Regions from separate parts of the Gasterosteus aculeatus genome. Here region 1 is linked to region 2. Evidence: chromatin contacts called from public Hi-C data. All regions are on one chromosome and are shown on one strand. Each heading gives the region's core, a stretch centred on a gene start, on an enhancer-like site or on the middle of the called end of the contact. The rest is flanking DNA. Distances are from core to core; before and after follow the strand shown.

Evidence for each region. A called contact is a pair of places that touch in the nucleus more often than the background predicts.
Region 1: a contact with region 2 is called in a Hi-C map of skeletal muscle, with 5 times the contacts expected there. The contact joins the promoter of msi2b here to the enhancer-like site in region 2. A contact is called at or near these places in 3 of 6 Hi-C or Micro-C datasets (skeletal muscle and tail fin).

What each region holds. Positions count from the first base shown.
Region 1 is chr7:19,598,438-19,601,137 of fGasAcu3.hap1.1, reverse strand. It overlaps msi2b (musashi RNA-binding protein 2b), which reads left to right and starts at 1,288. Exons shown (of 14, transcript XM_078107409.1): 1 at 1,288-1,533; 2 at 1,929-1,969; 3 at 2,366-2,447. The coding sequence starts at 1,472.
Region 2 is chr7:19,403,515-19,406,238 of fGasAcu3.hap1.1, reverse strand. All of the region lies in intron 11 of msi2b (musashi RNA-binding protein 2b), which reads left to right. Among protein-coding and RNA genes, the nearest start is that of LOC144410425, 26 kb to the left of the region's middle. Within about 2 kb of position 1,403, at least 1 of the 9 cell types and tissues checked has open chromatin away from gene starts, as enhancers often do.

The DNA of each region.
Region 1 (2,700 bases), core at 39-2,538, 200 kb before region 2:
TAAGAAATCCCCTCTGGTAGTGCCCCGAACAGTCAGCACAGACGGGCCTGTTAAAAAAAGAAAACTGTGAATAATGAAACAGGATCACTAGTCACGTTTCACGCGGAGCTTGGGACGTTTTGTTGTAATTATTCTTGTGCCACGACAAATGGAAAGTGCATTTATAGAGAATGTATTGTCTTTTTGTCTATCGAGTTCTGTGAGCGGAAATGTGGCGCGGATGCAAGAAAATGTATAATGCATAATTTAAAGCATAATTTGTACATGAGATTTCCTTTTCTTGTATTCTATAGATAGCACTGTGTAAGAAAATGTGTACCGAAAACATATATTAACCCACCGTGAAATGTTGTGCACGTTTGTTTACACATTCCTTTCTTTGCCTTCCTCGTCTTCTTCCTCGGGGTCACCAGAGGGCAGAGGCAGATTATCTCAACATGCCAGCTCTGCCCCCTTGCAGCTCATTACAGGTAATCTACATTAAAAAATGGCTAATCAATCCACTGCATGTATAGATAACTGTATTGATGTCTGCTGGTTATTCTTTGTTGGCTTTCATAAAGGTTCACCTCAATGCCTAATGTGTGTTGGGCACCTTTTAACTCATTTCGAATTCTGATACTCTGCATATTCTGAGCTGTAACTTAAACATATTTAAATGTACATGTTGTTGTTTATATTAACATTATAACATTGCATTGTTGATGCTGTAGCATTGCATTGATCCTTTTTAGAGCTGAAAGGACCATTAAATGTACACCAAGATAAGATGGGTTAAATGACCTTAATAAAAATCATCTCCAATGTGAATATGCTGTGTCATCTGTGTGAATCACCATTTTAAAGTCATAAAGTGCAGAATTTCATTTCAAATATTTAATAATTGTAAAACCCTTGCAAGCCATATACAATCAGGATCGTTTCAATATTAACATGTATGAGGAATTAACCCATTATCTTCGCTTCTGTCTGAGGGACGATATTGCGCGTCGGAGGAATAACAAGTTATTAAATTAGTACAAAGTAATCTTTGTAAAGGCTCACCTGTCGGCGGGATTATAATAAGCAAACATCGCTAATTAAGAGGACCCTTTCTTGGACAGAGCTTTTTTTAATTTATTTTTTTATTTAAATGCTATGTGTCCATTGATTTAGAAGAGCATTAAGCCACTTTCACCTCCAGTGGCTTAGTGCTTAATTAAATGACAAATCGGAGGATTGGTTTGCAGATTGCCTGAATTGACGTCAATTGGATTGGTTAGGTGACAGAGGCAGGCTCCGCCCCCTGTGGGCCAAGGTAGCGCGTGCTGAGAGAGGGAGGGAGGGAGCAGGGGGCTGAGCTGATCCCACGTGTGACGCTTTCATTCCCGGCTCAGTAATATTCTCATAGCGGGGCTTTGCATATCTCCTGCCCGTATCTGTGTGTGTCTGTCACTGTTACTGTAGTCCCAGCCTATAGTTTGAAATAGATATGGAAGCAGACGGGAGTCAAGCCACATCCGGAAGCCTAAATGATTCACAACATGACCCGGGGTAAGAATCTTTCCAAACGTATTCTACGGTCCGTTTTTTTTTTTTTGTTTGTTTTGTTTTGTTGCTTTTTTTTTCTTTCTTTCTTTCACGTTACAACATCTTAAGCGAGGACTTCGACTGCCGTGCTGGATTCGTCCCCCCACAGTACGCACTTAAACCGTGCACGGGTCCGTTTCCACGTTCAGTTGAAAGCCCCCCCTTCAGCTTTTGTAGCGAGAGTGTCCCCCCCCCCCCTTTTATGTAGCGAGACTATATCTATATTTATACATTTGCTAAGCGCCAGCGCGTTTCCACAGTCTCGCTTTTATCCCTTAAGGTCGCTTTTAGAAGTAGTTAGTCGTCAAAATGGCCGAACTGACATCTGGACTCACTTCTGTTGTGTTTTCCCCTTACAGTAAAATGTTTATCGGTGGCCTCAGCTGGCAAACCTCACCAGGTGAGACACTGTTGTTCTCTGTTCCGCCGTGTCCCGGTATTCCGTGTTGTTTTGTCGCTGTGACTGAGTGCTCGTTTGTGGCCGCGGCGGCGGCGGCGGGTGTAATGTGCGAATGTGCACCGTGCAGCAGTGTACTGTACGGGATATCTCACTAGTGTGTGTGTGTGCGTGTGTGTGTGTGCGCACCATGTTATTCTTGATCTCCGTCCACATGAAGTCCTCTATTCGACCCCTATGCGCATCGCGGGGTTTTTCTTTTTAAATGTTGTATTACTGTGTGTGTGTGTGTTCTTGTTTGAAATGCAGTGACAACAGCATAGCCATATGTTTCTGTCAAATAACACCCCCCCCCCCTCTCTCCCCTTCCCCGACATGTTTTTTGTTCTCTATCCACAGACAGCCTTAGAGACTATTTTAGTAAATTCGGAGAAATAAGAGAATGTATGGTGATGAGAGACCCCACGACAAAACGCTCAAGGTAAAAACGCCGGGCTTTTCCTCCTACTTTTCCCCTCCCCGGTGCATGTGACGGTATCGCTCACTTTGCCCGTGTTAATCCGCCGTGCATGTGTTGTGTCCGTGTGTGTGTGTGCGTGCGCGCGCGCGTATGTGTGTGTCGCTGTGTCCGCGCCTGCGTGTGGTTTCCCAGCGAGCCAGATAAGCTTAAACGCTCACTGCTGTAAAGCTGCAGCCGCCTGCAATTTGACATTGACTTTGTGACTGCACCGCAA
Region 2 (2,724 bases), core at 154-2,653:
ACAGTGAGTGTGGGTGTAACTCTCCCCCCTAAATGGTTTAAAGTGTTGGCCAGCTACCCGGGGCAGATGTTGGCATTTCCGACAGTCTGTCTGTCTGAACTTCAGCACAGCGAACTGCAGGAACCGCAGACAGGTTGTCACTGCACAGAAGTGATTTTTTTCTGAGGGGTTTCTCGTCGGCCTGCTGTCTTAGCGTCGGCGTCGGCACGCTTGTGCGAGTGTGATAGCCCTGCGGACATAGTTCACTACGCGCTTCACTTTCTACAGATCTGCTAAGCAGTGTTAACTTTTATCGACAGCCAAGACCGCATGAGAGTAGAAAGTATAAATCACTCACGGCTCTTTAGCGGCAGTTTCTGTAAGTCTGATGTTTTGGGGTTGAGTTTGGTCGGCAAAGCACAGGTTTCTCTTACCCGAGAGGACACGTTTGAATCCTGAGCGAGTCAACACAATTTCTGTGCCCGTAAAATAGAATTCATATTTGTAGCAAAGCCTAACCCTAATGATATGAGAATCAGAGAGCACATTAAAGTAAATGGAATCACAATGATACCGTTTTTTTTAGTTTTAAGTTGATAAGGAGAATGTTTTTCAGGAAGTATAATTGTTTTTTTGGGTCTCCGTTCTGAGGCCTTACGACGATGATTACCAGCCGCAGGTCGCAGATTACCCGTGTTTCATTTGTCATTCCATTACCGTGCAAATACCGCGGGGAGCCGCCCCGCTCCTCGCAAAGCGCTCGGTCCACAGGTGGAGATCGTGCCACGCAGATTGCTAGCCTGAGAGGGAGAACAGGATATATGCATGTTGAGGACTAATATCTCCGTGATAAATGCTTTTTCCTTGTGCGCGGTGTCTGCTTCAGTATTTCAGCACAACATTTAAGTGAATAAAAATGAAGCAAATCAAACCTGGAAGTCACATGCTGGCAAAGTAGCACCGTGTTCAGCAAAGAGTTAGACGGTTGTTCATTCAAGTCGTCCCTTTTTTTCTCTGAGTACTTCACACACAGAAGCCCCCTCTAACGTTTCTGCAAGTACCAGAAGACCGAAGCATGAGAACGATTTAGCCATGTGATTACTCATGTAAAATAGGATATGAATATTGACACGCTACAACAATCTGACCCACGCTGCACTTGAGATTGTTTGCCTCCCAAAGACAATGCAAAACCATTTTCTCATCGTTTTAGATCAAATTAGATAAACCAGTTTCACAGGCAGAGGGGTCAGCCACACTTAGTGAAACATCACCGGTCATAGAAAATGAGGATTGCCATTTGGACTGAAAAAGTCCTTAATTTATATAATAAGCACTGGGGGCTGTGCATGCGAGATAAGAGCACTCGCTGCTCACAGTGTAAAGTCCTCTCAGTAAAACAGCATTGTCAAACGCACCAGATGTGTGCTTAGTGAGATGGCTCATCTTTGCAGAGTGCTTTGTATGTTTTTAGGTGCTTCTGTTGGACCTAGCGTGTCTAATACAGCTTTGATAGGAGCAGTGACACGTTGAACCCGGTGACAATGCAACAGTTTGTGTACTGTGCGTGTCAATGCATTGGATGTACTGCAGTGGCACTCTGTATTTCCTTACTTGTTCTACAAGGCCTTCCTCTCATGCATCATCGGGCTCATGAGCTCATATGTACACAAGATGGAGCATTTTCCTGTGGTCGGTAGATTTCTCTTCTTTTTAATACAGGTTTTTTTTTTCACGGTCTTGGGTTTGAATGAGGGTGAGACGAAGGGTTACGTGAAGCTGACAGACGAGGAGATTGCTGTTAAGAGATCGCTGCGTTTTTCTTTTCCCGCCCCGACTGTTTTTTTTTTTCCTGCATTGTGTTATTGGCCTTTAGTTGGCATCTCGATTTTCAAAAGACATTTTATTAGTCGGAGTCGCTCTTACTCACAGGGCAAAGGTAGTAAGTCATGTACAGTATTTATTTTTCCCCCTTCCCTTAGTCCCAAGTTTGGACCTTGCACATTAAGTCGGGTCATGCTTTTATATTTCCCCTTTATGTCTCCTTGTCTCACATTCCCTCTTTTGGTTTATGCCTGAAGTTACAACAGTGCACATAGAAGCTGAAGCACAGCTGAAATAATGGAGAATTTCTAGTACTTTCTCGCCGTTCTCTATGAATCATAGGTCATGTAGGAAAGCATAAAGTGGCATATCTCAAGTTCATGTATGGGTTGAAAACAATCACGTGAAATCTAAAGTCGGTAATATAATAATCCTGTGTTACTCTTCTTATTCAACAGCTAATGATGTTTTACAAGTACTCCTTCATTATGCATGGCAACATTAACACTGCAACCTTACTAGTTTATTAGCATGGTGGAAATATTTCCAGCAGTGTGCTTGTTTTGTGTTGTGCATGATTATACAAAGTGAATGTTATTCCTATGCATATTACACAAAGCATGTAGATTACATTCAGAAGATCATACTGGATTCAACCTTAATTTTGCTCTCCAAAAAATCGTGTTGAATCTAAATCCTGGATTTGTTTTCTTCTGCCGCTTGGTATCAAATCAAAATGAAAAGCTTTTATCAGTGAGCACTTACAATATCAACCAAGTCCTTCGAGACAACCGAGAATCCAGTAGTGTGTTCTTTTGATCGAAATGTTCCTTCTTTTTTGAGTCATATAGCAAGTAAGAGTCGTACTGATGCCTGTTGGGTGTTTCTGAGCTGCTCTGCCCCCCCCCCCCCCCTTCCGTG